2 separate regions of the Zea mays genome follow, and region 2 is linked to region 1. The links are chromatin contacts, called in public Hi-C maps. All regions are on one chromosome and are shown on one strand. Each heading gives the region's core, a stretch centred on a gene start, on an enhancer-like site or on the middle of the called end of the contact. The rest is flanking DNA. Distances are from core to core; before and after follow the strand shown.

The links. A called contact is a pair of places that touch in the nucleus more often than the background predicts.
Region 2: a Hi-C map of leaf shows a contact between it and region 1, with 5 times the contacts expected there. The contact joins the promoter of LOC100281554 here to the promoter of LOC100383127 in region 1. A contact is called at or near these places in 7 of 25 Hi-C or Micro-C datasets (ear, endosperm, leaf and 3 more).

What each region holds. Positions count from the first base shown.
Region 1 is chr1:306,116,873-306,123,226 of Zm-B73-REFERENCE-NAM-5.0, reverse strand. LOC100383127 reads right to left here and starts at 3,940. Exons shown (of 1, transcript NM_001175793.1): 1 at 3,093-3,940. The coding sequence starts at 3,857. The coding sequence ends at 3,252. It overlaps LOC100273845 (protein SOF1), which reads right to left. Exons shown (of 17, transcript NM_001148244.1): 15 at 5,680-5,785; 16 at 5,255-5,343; 17 at 4,710-5,122. The coding sequence ends at 4,960. LOC100191606 (putative ARF GTPase-activating domain family protein) reads left to right here. Exons shown (of 7, transcript NM_001137035.1): 3 at 1-296; 4 at 410-673; 5 at 1,214-1,336; 6 at 1,512-1,616; 7 at 1,695-2,024. The coding sequence ends at 1,799.
Region 2 is chr1:306,409,234-306,415,587 of Zm-B73-REFERENCE-NAM-5.0, reverse strand. It overlaps LOC100281554, which reads right to left and starts at 3,813. Exons shown (of 12, transcript NM_001397579.1): 1 at 3,574-3,813; 2 at 2,850-2,942; 3 at 2,697-2,748; 4 at 281-412. The coding sequence starts at 3,588. LOC100193319 reads left to right here and starts at 3,904. Exons shown (of 5, transcript NM_001138456.1): 1 at 3,904-4,115; 2 at 4,204-4,317; 3 at 4,755-4,834; 4 at 4,932-5,056; 5 at 5,350-5,620. The coding sequence starts at 4,063. The coding sequence ends at 5,421. LOC100191385 (salt-inducible protein) reads right to left here. Exons shown (of 1, transcript NM_001136819.2): 1 at 6,262-6,354.

The DNA.
Region 1 (6,354 bases), core at 2,691-5,190:
CCAAGGAGGTCGCTAAGAGCGCCACGACCGATAATGCCCTGCCATCGTCACCTGTCGCATCTGAGGCTTCCAAGCCGCCATCCGATGACTTCCCTGAATTCAAACTCCCAGATGTGCCAGCACCACCGGCAGAGGATCTGAATGGGAAGCATGAGCCCAAGTCCCCCAAAGCTGCTCCTCGTTCACCAAAGGCCGCTACTCATCCCACCTTTGCCACTTCTGTGAAGAAGCCCATTGGCGCAAAGAAGGTTGGAGGCAAGACTGGAGGGCTTGGTGTTCGAAAGCTTACTACAAAGGTAAAGCTTGCATATATCGAAAGGGCTAAATTTATGCTTCCCAGGCTCTCACAAAATTATACAATTTTCAATTTGAACTAACCCTTGCCCTCTTTTTTCAATTTGTGCTGCAGCCAAATGAAAGCCTGTATGAGCAGAAACCAGAAGAGCCAAAACCTGCTGTACCTGCCTTGGCTGCTTCAACTAAAAAAGGTGGTCAGGCCTTGCATTCACGTTTTGAATACGTGGAGAACGAGCCATCAGCTGATTCGAGAACTGGGGGATCTGTATCTCGTGTGAGTGGCCATGTAGCACCACCAAAATCATCAGACTTCTTTCAAGAGTATGGGATGGGTAATGGGTTCCAGAAGAAATCTAGCAATGCCTCAAAAACTCAGGTAAAACCTGTGGCGATGGAGTTGTTCAATTCATATGCAAGTTTCCCTAGTTAAATCAAACTATTGTGGTATCTAGTCTTTTCTAACCTTAGGAACCTTAGCCTCTATGCAAACATTTGTGACCATTTTTTCTAGGATCATATTGATTTCCTCATGAATCATTTTTGTCGACATACACTATTGTGCTTAATAGCATAGCTTGCTCGAGGTAAAGTTATGATTGTCGATTTGCTCCCTGATCCCTAGACAGTTTATGCACTCATTAACATGATATTGCCTAGACATTTGTGCGCATGTTTATAATACTACGACCCAAAAAATATCTTTAAGTTGCTCTCACGTCATGTCTAGTTGTTTTATTTTTGCATGCAACAAGGAATCTGTTATGGTAGGTATAAATAGTGCTTTTTATAAAACGGCATAATTTTTTTTTAATCTAGTAAGGTAAATAGTGCCACAATTATTGCTGAAATAGCTTTCATCAGCCAGATTTCCAGTTACTTTGTTACGTGCTCTGACTCTCGGCGCTTCTCTTCCCAGGTTGAGGAAACTGATGAAGCAAGGAAGAAATTCTCTAATGCCAAGGCGATCTCGTCATCTCAGTTTTTTGGTACTCAAAACAGAGAAGAGAAAGAAGCTCAACTATCCCTTCAGAAATTTGCGGTGGGTCTACTCTTGCGTCACTCTCGGTTCAAACTGAATTACTTACTTGAAAAAAAAAATGAAATTCTATTTTTGCAAGACACTAGTCTTATGGCTCTAGGGGCATGCATGCAGTACTTGGACAATCCATTTCCAGAAGCTTGCTTTCTTCTTAAATTTCACCTGTTGTGACCAGGGCTCTTCATCCATTTCAAGCGCGGATCTTTTTGGCCGCAATGATGCGGACAACTCTAACCTGGACCTAAGCGCTGCTGATCTCATCAACAGAATATCTTTCCAGGTAGCCTTTTTGTAAACTGTTGGATCGGCAATCTTTGTGGTTCCTTGGATGTTTAAGCAGTCTGCCATGGTTTTGTAGGCTTCACAGGATCTGTCTTCGCTCAAGGACATAGCAGGGGAGACTGGAAAGAAGCTGACATCTCTGGCCTCCAATTTCATCAGCGACCTGGACAGGATCCTTTGAGCAGGGCAGGCGAGGCCAGCAGCAGTTTTGCTATCCTCCTACCTGCACCACAGAGTATATCCCTTGTGGTGCATCACCGACAGTTCTTGCACAGTTACAGCTCTGTAGAGGGATAGTAGATGATTCTTATCATGCGTTTTGTATTCTGACCTTTGCTTGTTGTGAGACCCAGTCCACATGAAGATGTTTTTTTATTTGTTATTGATACTTTCAAGACGTTGAAGCATACAATTATATGCATCAAGGTTGTCAAAGAAAGGTTCAGCATGAGAAAGCTGACCAAATGTTGCGCCAGCCACCAGTCTTTGGAGTTGTTTGTGGCCAAGTTGCAAGAAGCATGGCGTAGGGAAAACTCCGGGCGTTGCCACGCCAGACTCGTCACTAGTATTAAACAACTACTAGTGCCATTTGGCGTCTCGTTTGTCGGCCATGAGAGGGTCGATAGCATGCAGCAGATTCCTTTCCAACAACAAGGATCTTGCAGGCTTGCACAAAGGCAAATTCTCCTCTTGTTTTAGACACAGCATATTTGGTCGACGGCTTGTATGATCCAAAATGAAAACCGTACGGTGCCCCCCCTCCCCTTCTGTTAGGAATTTAGTTAGCACCGTTTTTAGTTGAAAACATGTAATCGCTAAAATTATATATACCAATAGTATTGGACGGGATTGTGGAAACTAGAATCCATTACTATTCTATTTTAATTTTTATATACTTTACTGCCGCACCTTGTCTTCTCGCTTGTGTTGCCGGCGCTCGTCTAGTCGTCTTTGTGTCGCTACCCTTCGAGTTGTGGCTCCGATCTAAGACATCCTCTGATTTAAAAAAAAATCTAAATCTATGGGCTAGAATCTCAATGGACTTAACCGAAAATGAAAAAAAAAAGATTCTAGATTTTTACTAGGTTAAATTTAGAACTGGATTGGCCTCCGATTCAAACCCAAACAAGACCTAATCTAGCTCATGTATCTATTTTATGGCAATGACTGTTATGTAAGCAATTACTAGGTTTAAGTGTATAAGTAGACTTCTGATCATTTAGATCATGATCATGTCATATTTAACACCTAAACCCTTCCGCCAAGAACTGTAGTAGTTTATAGACCTGACTGTAGTAGCTTTATAGATTGTGACCATAAGGATTAATTACACGCTTACACAACCCTCGTCGCCCCAGTTTTATACACCAATCAAACATAATTTCGGCTATAGCACAGTCGACGGAAGAGCTCAACGGCCCCCAAAGCTCTCGAACAAGTTCCGAAGGACCCAATGCCGTCCACTTTCCAAATTACCCAATACAACAAAATTTATTTGACATAATTAAATAAAATATAGACCATGTCTAGATTAAATATAACACACCTTCTCGATCTGACCACATACATCCCATAATCATGTATGACACGGATCGGAGAAACTTGAATTGAAGGAGTTGAGGCAGCGCGCGAGCTAGGAGGGATTATTAAGCGGATTGGGAGGAGACGAATTGAAGATCCGGATCTGCTCCAGGAACGTCTGCCCCTGCGGCCGGTCCTTGCGCCGGACATACCCGGCCGCCACGCCGTGGGTGTACTCGGGGACGCCCTTCTCCCCGCTGCGCCGCCACATGTCGTTGGCGTAGCTCCGGTGCGCGAAGTAGGCGATCGCATCCACCGCGCCGCCGCCCTCGAGGTCCACGGCCACGGCCAGCCGCTCGTAGTGCCCCGTCTCCACGCCCTCCAGCTCGTCCAGCCGCGCAAGCCCGCGGGCCGTCACCGCGTACGCCTCCCCGCGCACGCGGTGCGCCCCGGCGCCGGCGCCGGGGAGGTTCAGAAGGAACGGCACCCGGTACGGCCCGCACACCAGCGGCAGCCGCGCCGACGTCACCGCGGGGCCCACCAGCGACGCGTCCCCGCTCGCGAAGAGCTCCTCCAGGAGGCGGTGGTTGGAGAAGCCGCGCTTCAGCGTCCCGTACGTGAACACCAGCGTCGTCCGCTGCTTCGTCGCCGGGGGGTGGGTACGGTGGCGGTCCTGCGGATCCCCCGCCGGAGCCGGAGCGTCGCCGGTCGTGCCCATAGGAGGTGCGGGCGTTGATTAATCTGTCTGTATCTCAGATGAGAGATTCTTAGGAGGAGGAGGAGGTTGTTGTTGGTGCTGCGTCTGCCTGCCGCCAATCTAACAGGCGGCGTGGCTCATTTATAGCAGACGGGCCCTCTGACCAGTGGACCACGCAACGGATGGCCTGCCATCGACGACCGTTTTTTTTTCCTTCTAATTTAATTGATTGACAAAAGGAATCATAAATAAAACTCATGTATATACGACAAGATTGGACCAACATTGGACGGCGCAGCAGCTGACAGAAAGCCGTTTGAAAACACGCTTTAGTAATCTTCTCATGGATTGCTCCCAAGATAATACTATGGTTTTTAAGAATACTACAGTTTTAAAGGTTGGCTTTAACAATGCCACATTATTTTATTTTCGGGGTATGGATCAAAGTTTTCGCTGCGAGTATGAAACGACTTCTCTGTCGCACGCTTCTTTATTTTTAGTCTATATGAACTGTTATGATTTATATGATCATCGGTAAACAGGTTTTTAAATGGAACTTGATGACAATAAAAAAACCATGGCACCAAACAGACGTTTCGATTCAATCCTGAAACAAAACCATAGTTATGCATGGCAATTATTGGACTGTGGCATTAAAATGGTTTTAAAAACTGCACCCCCCCAAGTTTATCTAACTTTTTCTACCTAATAATAAGTTTTAACCTTAGACAAAAGATCCTTACGAGATGCAGAATGGACATTTGTATCAAAAACATGAATGTGCTTGCTGTTATAGATGGATGCCATGCCTCTCCAGTTTCCCGTTCATTGAAACTGAATGCCCAATTTCAGTCATCAAGCGTCAGTTTCCATGAGAAAACGTCCTACCTTCAATTCGGATTGCTCACGGTCTTGCAATGCAATGGCACGATATGAATATTTTGTGTGGTATTTCAAATACACAATAATAACTAGTCAAACAAACTGATTGATGGAGCACATATATGTAGTACGAAAGGCAAAACTGGAGCTCAACTCCCAAAGGAAACATCATGTATTCTCTCAACTCCATCGCCTCAGAAACACAAACGTGTACCACGACCATGCAATGCAAACCGCATGTCTACTCAACTTCTCTGATGATTCTCCGCTTCCTGAAGGGCTGCACAGGCATGCTCCCGGGAGCACTGTGCTTTCGCCTCCTTTCCTCTTTACGGCTTTCAGCTTCGATCATCGTACGCCGTAGGTTGGCTGCCTTGTAGATTGGCTTCGGTAGATGTCTATGCCTGTAATAACAATTAACGACAAAGCCATACATATATACCCTGTACTGTAAGAGACATCAATGCGATTGTGAAAAAGAGAGAGTTTTGATTTCCCCATGCCTCGGCAGAGGAGGCAACACCACCATAGCTTACCTTACAATCCGCTTGACTTCTGGGAGATGCTTGTACCGCTCCTTCAAAGCATCCTGGTACTCTTGCTTTTTGCGCTCCCGTGGAAGAAGCTGCACAACATATTTGCTCAGTCACATACAACAAGTCAACAGCAAAACGTTCTTAAACTCTTCCAATAGTGGTAAGTACAACTGATGAAAATTATTGCCTATAAAATAACAAAAAAAAATCCTAAGGCATTGATAATCTAGGAAGTAAATCAGGGCATACACAGTTGGCTATTGCAATACTGCTAAGTCATAGAGCATCCACAGTGAGAAACCAGACGCTATCTTGACCAAAATAGCTAACCACCAGATTTCGGCTTGACTCTAAACAGCAGCAGGCAACAAGCATGCCAAAACACAACAGCAACTTCAAAACATTGAATAGATTAAAAAACTTACAACTCCAAGTTGTTCTGAAGCTTTGGACTTCCACAGACGAAGATTTGTATCATCACTGCCAGAGACTAAATAGGTCCCATCATAGGTGTACTTCACACAAAACACCCTTCATAGTAGTATGGTAAATTGATTAGAATCTTAAAAAATGTTCGTGGTAAATAGAAGGTAATTATCTTTCAGAAAAAAGCTGCGTATAATGTAAACATGATAAACTCGTCTAAACTAAACTAAACTACTTTCTGAAACTATATAGAAAACAAAATTCAGCTAAAGCATGTTCCATGCCTCCATTCGTTGACCTTGACCTATATCAACATAAATAGACCTCACACTAACCGACCACTGAGTTTAACATCATATAGAGATTTTGAGGGCTAATTGGTCTCATAAAAAAGGCAGCGATTGAAGTTCAACTATAAAACATGAAAGACATTAGTATAGGGAGCAGAAGGACCTACATATGGTTTTCATCTGGAGAGGTCTTACGACAAAATACCAAGAAATATTATGTGATGGCTTTGGACAAACATAAAGTGCCAACAAAGTGCATTGGACTCATCAAGGACATGTACAACAATGTTGTTGTGACTAGTATTCAAACAAGTTATGGGGACACGAATGCCATCCCGATTAGAATATGACTACATTAAGGGTCAGCGTTGAGCCCTCACCTTT
Region 2 (6,354 bases), core at 2,564-5,063, 290 kb before region 1:
ATAGATGCCTTCCTTTCCTATCGAACGGAGAGGTGTGTTCCTCTGTTCCAGTATTCCTTTCCATAGGAATGCCAATCCTCCACAGTCCACAATTTCTTTAGAAATCCTCCATCCCAAACATGGCCTCAAAGATGGAAAGCCTAAGAAATGCTACTTTAATTCGAACTGTCTATATATGATTTAAGATTATCAAGCACATACATACAAAGGGAATATTAGGACGGGGGGACTAGCAGTAAGTATTAGGATAAAATCAAACCAACTGCTATTTCATGGATACAATCACCAGGGGCAGATCCTAATGGAAGGTTTTGCAGAGCCTGTGCCGTTCCTTCATCTACAACTTTAATATCATGTATGACCGTCACATGCTTATAGCCCCCAATGTCCTTTGCAAGCTCATTGCATGTTCCTGAATACATCGGGGAAATGCTTATAAGAAATATTATTTAAATATCGTAGTCTAAGTAGAAGAAGAGTGTTCTAAAGTTTCCATGGACTCTAGATGTATAGCCAAAAGAATAAAAACGCAAATATTTGTCATTGTTAAGAAAACATTTAGTCAATTTAACTTCGAGCAGTTTCATAATATAAGCCTTCCTTGAATTGATATATAGCAACCAAGTACATGGGCTCAGGCCCATTACAGTGATAAAATACAATACGCTAACACCCCCGTAGTCGCAACTATATCATGTATAGATATTGAGACTGGATCGAAATTCCGAGAACACTGTGGATGGGAGCTCCTTGGTGAAGAGTGGTCGGGACGCGGACATCACCGACGGCGAAAACACGCAGACGGAGTGCAGGACGATCTCCAATTCTCCATGTGCTTCGTGCACTGGTGCTGCACGGGATTGGTGAAGAGATAGATCGTACTGACGTTGTCGCAATAAACAAGTGTAGCATGCTCGAGGGGGTTGTGGAGCTCCTAGAGTAGCTGACAAAGCAAGGACGCCTCGGCATGCCGTTGGCCATAGGGCGGTACTCAGCCTCAGCGCGGGAGCAAAAGACGATAAGCTAACGTTTTGAGGACCAGGGACAAGATTGACACCTAGGAACATAGGGTCTGTTTGTTTTAGCTTTTTTCTGACGAGCTATTCTGAGAATCTGGTTGTGGGGAGAATCTGGCTAAGAAGAATCCGAGTATTGTGTGGACTATGTGCGGAGGAAGATGGAGTCCATAGGATTTAGAATCTAGAAAGTGACGGATTCCTACTATTGCGACGACTCGACCGATTTTGTGTTCACATTAATTTTGGACGGTTTTCACCAAAACGATTCTCACAAAAGCAAGTTGAAAAGCGGGGCATTTGGTAGTCCGCAATAGCTTCTGGCGGGCAGAAGCTGAAAATAAGTTGAAACAAACACCAACATAGAGTAGCCAGAGTTGGACCGACGCATGTCGGGGCAGCCAACCCAATCCACGTCGGTGTAGACAATTAGCTCAGAAGTCAGAGAGGGCCGAAGAAGGTCGTAGTCAAGGATGCCGCAAAGTAGCGAAGAATTTGGACCGCAAAGTAGTCGAGGAAGGTCGTAAAGTAGCAAAGGATGCTGCAAAGGGAGGGCTCCCACGGGATGTACATGTGAAGACACACCTCCTGGACCGCATAGGCGATGTCAAGCCAGGTGAATGTGGGATACTGGAGTCTAGAGAGCCCTGACGAGGCTCCGTTAGGCCGTTAGTCGCCGATCAGGCACCATTGTCGTCAGAGACCTTCGCCTAACTGTCAATAGGTGTGAAGCAAGGCTTGCAGTTGGTTATGTCAGCCCGCTCTAGAACGTCGATGGCGTATTGGCGTTGGTGAAGGAAGAGGCCCTATGGACGGTGTCGCCTCACCTCCTACTTGGTCTCCCTTGGCTTTGTCGAGGACAAGTCCAACACGTTCCAGTTCATTTTTCGGCGCGACGACGACACCGTCTAATTCATCCTCTACGTCGACGACAGCGTGCTCAAGGAGTCCAGTGCCATACAAAGAGACGTTAATCTTACACACCATACCCGGACGTGTGGAATTAATGAAACCGGCGGGCTAGCTGCAGTATGCCGTATCGGTAGCTGTTTTCCCTCCCTGTTCCGGCGGCTGCTCTCCCTGTTCCGGCAGCTGCTCTCCTCTCTGGTTCTCTCCCTGTTCAACACCGGTGGCTGTCCTCTACTATTCCTCGGCAGCTCAGTGGTCTGGTTCAGGTCACTGGCTCACCCAGTCACCCTATTCCTCCTCAGCGGCAGCCCAACAACCTATAGAAGTGCGCAGCGGCAAGATGAGTTCATCATCCGACGATACCTTCATCTCTCTGTTGATCTCTTGTCTATTCCCCCTCTTGAATTCCCCTCTGTGACCCTGTGACCTTGTGACCCGAACCCAATTAGTTGACCTAATCGTGATGAGTCGTCTAGTCGCCAAGTGTATTGACTAGCAAGTCGGACGACTTGAAATCATTGGAGCGGAGGCAGAGGTGCTGGGATTGCAGGCACGACTTGAAATCATTGAACACAGTTTTGTTCTGTTTGGTCAAAATTGTATCTAAATTCGTTCCAAATGGTTATAAACTGCTTACAAGATGACAACCAGTTTAAACCTCTTCAAACAAACAAGAAAAAAAAGGCTCAGCTAATAGTTTCCAAAAACCAAATAAATCAATACGATTTGGGGTACAAATAGAAACAGTTGATGCAACTATAAATAACTAACCTTTAGTACCAAAGAGGACAATACCAACTTCATCGCTCCTGTTATAAACTAGCTGCAGAAATAGCTATCAATCTGAGATGGTTTGCTCGCAAAACTATAGGAAGTAGGATTAATTGAGGAAGCCCGATGATGCATGAAAGAACATGTGCTTGCCTTCTTATGCACAAGAGTCAAGCATACGTTCTTCACCTCTAGCAGCACTCCATGCATCGAAGGCCCAACATCCAACAGCAAAATCACCACTTCCTAAGAAATGATTACATAATTAGCAAAAGCACAGGCATCACTAAGAGAAGAAATGGGAAGCCAATTCCGTGCATAGTTGAAAAAGAAGTTATAGAAATGTCCCGAAAAGAGAAGGAGCGAAGGACCCATTTACATCATATAAACCTGACAAAGATAAGACAGATAAGAAGGAACAATTTGATATCTATTTACGTCACATAACATGTATGTTATCCAGACTTGTAGAGCATGAGGTAGTAAATTTTTACACATTGAATTAAAAATCACTAGTTGAACTCGTAGCAGTGGGGGAATCAATCATGTATGCAGTGCGAACAGAGAACATATTTTCACGACACAAATTAAGATAAGCTACTAGCCTACTACCTTGGAGCAACTAAAGTGTACAGTCCAGGCAAACAAACATCACCAGCCAGAGAACTTAACTTGCGGGACCAAACTCGAATGGATTCAGAAGCATAGGTATGTTTTTCCCGCTAGATAAAACCCTAGCATAGACAAGGGACAAATACCGCCTTTTTTTCTCTTTTGAAGCCAAACAAATGTGTGGCGCGTTATTTAGAAGGTGTGATTGGTCGAAACAGGGAAATGCATTTAATGCGCAAGCAATGGAGGTAAGACGAGAACGCACCCTGTTGCGAGCCATGGCGAACGTAGCGGAGGGGGACTTGCCGCGAGGCAGAGCTAGGGGAAGAACCGAAGAGGCTTTTATGCTGCCCCCATGAAAACCCGCCCAACGCCAGGTGCAGGAATTGACTGACGGTTGAGTAGCTCAACTCAACCCAAGGGGCGGGGTGGGACGAGGTGGCGGGGTGGGGAGCCGAGAAGGAGCAAGACGAGCACGGAGGCGGCGAGGGGGACAAGACGACTGGCCGGCGCGGCGGAGTGCGGAGGAAGGAAAGAGATTAAAAAAATGTAAAAACGAAAAGTAAAGGGAGAGAGTGGGCTGGGCCGTTGCGGCGATTAGTTGATAGCCCAGCAAGGAAGCCCAAACTCGTCACCGTCGCCTCCTTCTATTCATTTCGCCGAGAGGCGAAAGAACTGCTTCGCACCTACGTTACTGCTGAAGATCCAGCCGGCACACACAGACACCATCGGCGAAGAAGAGGCCGGAGAGAGGATGATACTGGCCGTGCTCTTCGCCAACTCCGATGGAAACATCCTTGTCGAGCGGTACTTTTCCCCTTGCCCTCCACTCACTCCGCTGAGATCTGATCTCGATTCGCCCCCCTTGACGAGATCTACCGTCTCTCTTGCGCAGATTCCATGGGGTTCCCGCGGAGGAGAGGCTCCACTGGCGCTCCTTCCTGGTGAAGCTCGGATCCGAGAACCTCAAAGGGTCCAAGAACGAGGAGCTCCACGTTGCCTCCCACAAGTACGTTTCATGATCATCTCTCCCTACAGACCAAATTTACCTTTTTCATTCTTATTGTTATCATTATGCTTGTGACCATTTTGGTTTTATTTAGAAATCAACCCATCTCTGATGGGAATTAGCTCCAGGAAAAAAAACTGTGGTACTGTTATTAACTGGTTACTTCCAATTGGTGGAAGCCAGTCCATGAAGATTCTCCCTCTTCTTACGTGAAATTCCCCCTCTTTTTTAACTTGTTACTGGGCGAGGTGAGGCAATGAAATTCAGCAAGCAAACCAAACAGACCCTAAATTGACTAAAACAAGCATGAAAGATGTTCACAAGTCAAGTCCCAGCTTATCAACTGTGGTACGAGTTCCATATGCTAGAGGGTTAGGGGCAAATGATACTGTATTAACTACATGTATACCTTATGTTAATCCTTGATGCTACCCCAGGTCTGTGTCTATTGTTTATACCACGGTCGGGGATGTCTGCCTCTACATTGTTGGCAAGGATGAATATGATGAGCTTGCTTGTGAGTCACAGTTTTCTGATAGCCTTTGGTCCTACTCCATTTCAAATGTTTGCCATCTCACAGTGTTTTTAACCTAAAATGTTTTCTGCCATTTTAGTGGCTGAGGTGATCTTTGCAATTACATCAGCAGTCAAGGATGTTTGTGCAAAACCTCCTACCGAGCGCCTCTTCCTTGACAAATACGGGAGGATCTGCTTGTGCCTTGATGAGATTGTTTGGAAGGTACATCTCCAACTCGTTTTTCTGGCCTCGTGGATATTTCTTTGTGCCTGTAATCTGGGTATGGTATAATGCTTACCATATCAGCTGGATGTTCCAATGTCTGTCATGTTCTGTTTCACGTATAGTTTGCTTATTATTGAAGCCAAATGTCAGTCCTAATGTTGCACAACAATGCTCTACCTCATGGTTATTGTACTCTTTTATGCGACTAAACCGGAGACAAGTTGTGCCATATAAATGTGCTGTGACGCGAGATTCATACTTTATCTGAGTAATTGTGTTTATCATCCCAGGGGTTGCTTGAAAACACGGAGAAAGACAGAGTGAGGAGGTTGATTAGACTAAAGCCCCCTGTGGAGCCATAATTTGCATGTAAAGCATATGTTGGCGTTGCTGTAATCCAGATCCAATCCCATTTGCATTTGTAGGCAAATTTTCAGAGTTTTCATCTGCACATTGTATCTACAGAATTATCATCACTTATTGGAGGATTGCGTGTGTGACATCAAAAACAATGTATCATCTGTGTATTTGCTATGTTGATAAGTGTGTTACTGCGTTGTATTTTATGCTACTGTGGCAAGCTCCCATGTATGCATACCACTTTTATAGCTGATATGGGCCTTTTAAAAAAAAATAGATGATTTTATTTTGAGAAATACTATATAGGTACCCAGCAAAGCATGAAGATACCATCCTAATTCCTGACTGACCCTGGAATTTGCATCTTGTTTGCAATTTTTAATGTGGAACTATGCCCCCGAGCATTGCATTTCAAGGCAAATGTGGCTCCCCTGAAGTGTAAGTAAGCATTTTCTGTGCATCACCTGTGCTATTATTATCGGTTTAATGACCATCTTGTATTTTTTTTTGGGTACAAAACTGTTGCAGTTGTAACATTACAGCCCTGCCGCTCTATATGTAAACTTGTTGTGTAGAGAACAGACCAATCAAAACTAAACCATCTCTGTAGTAATAGAAAGAAAAGGACACAAATCTAGTGGGGTCAAATCTGTTGTGAAATGATGGCTGTACACTAACAGGCATCTCCATCTCTTCAAGAGATGATGTCGTCCATTTAATCATAGGTTAGTTGTTAGGATTAGGCAGTTTCATATGTCACCAAAGGGGCATGTCTGTTCAACAAGACTGTTTTACACACACACACGAGATCAATGGAAATAGCAGCTCTTCCAATCATTTGTGATGAAACTCTGTAGTCAATTCCAACTTCCAAGGCGGTAGTATTATACTAGTAGTAGCCAAATCGGCACATTGTGTGCAGGGAGGAAAAACTA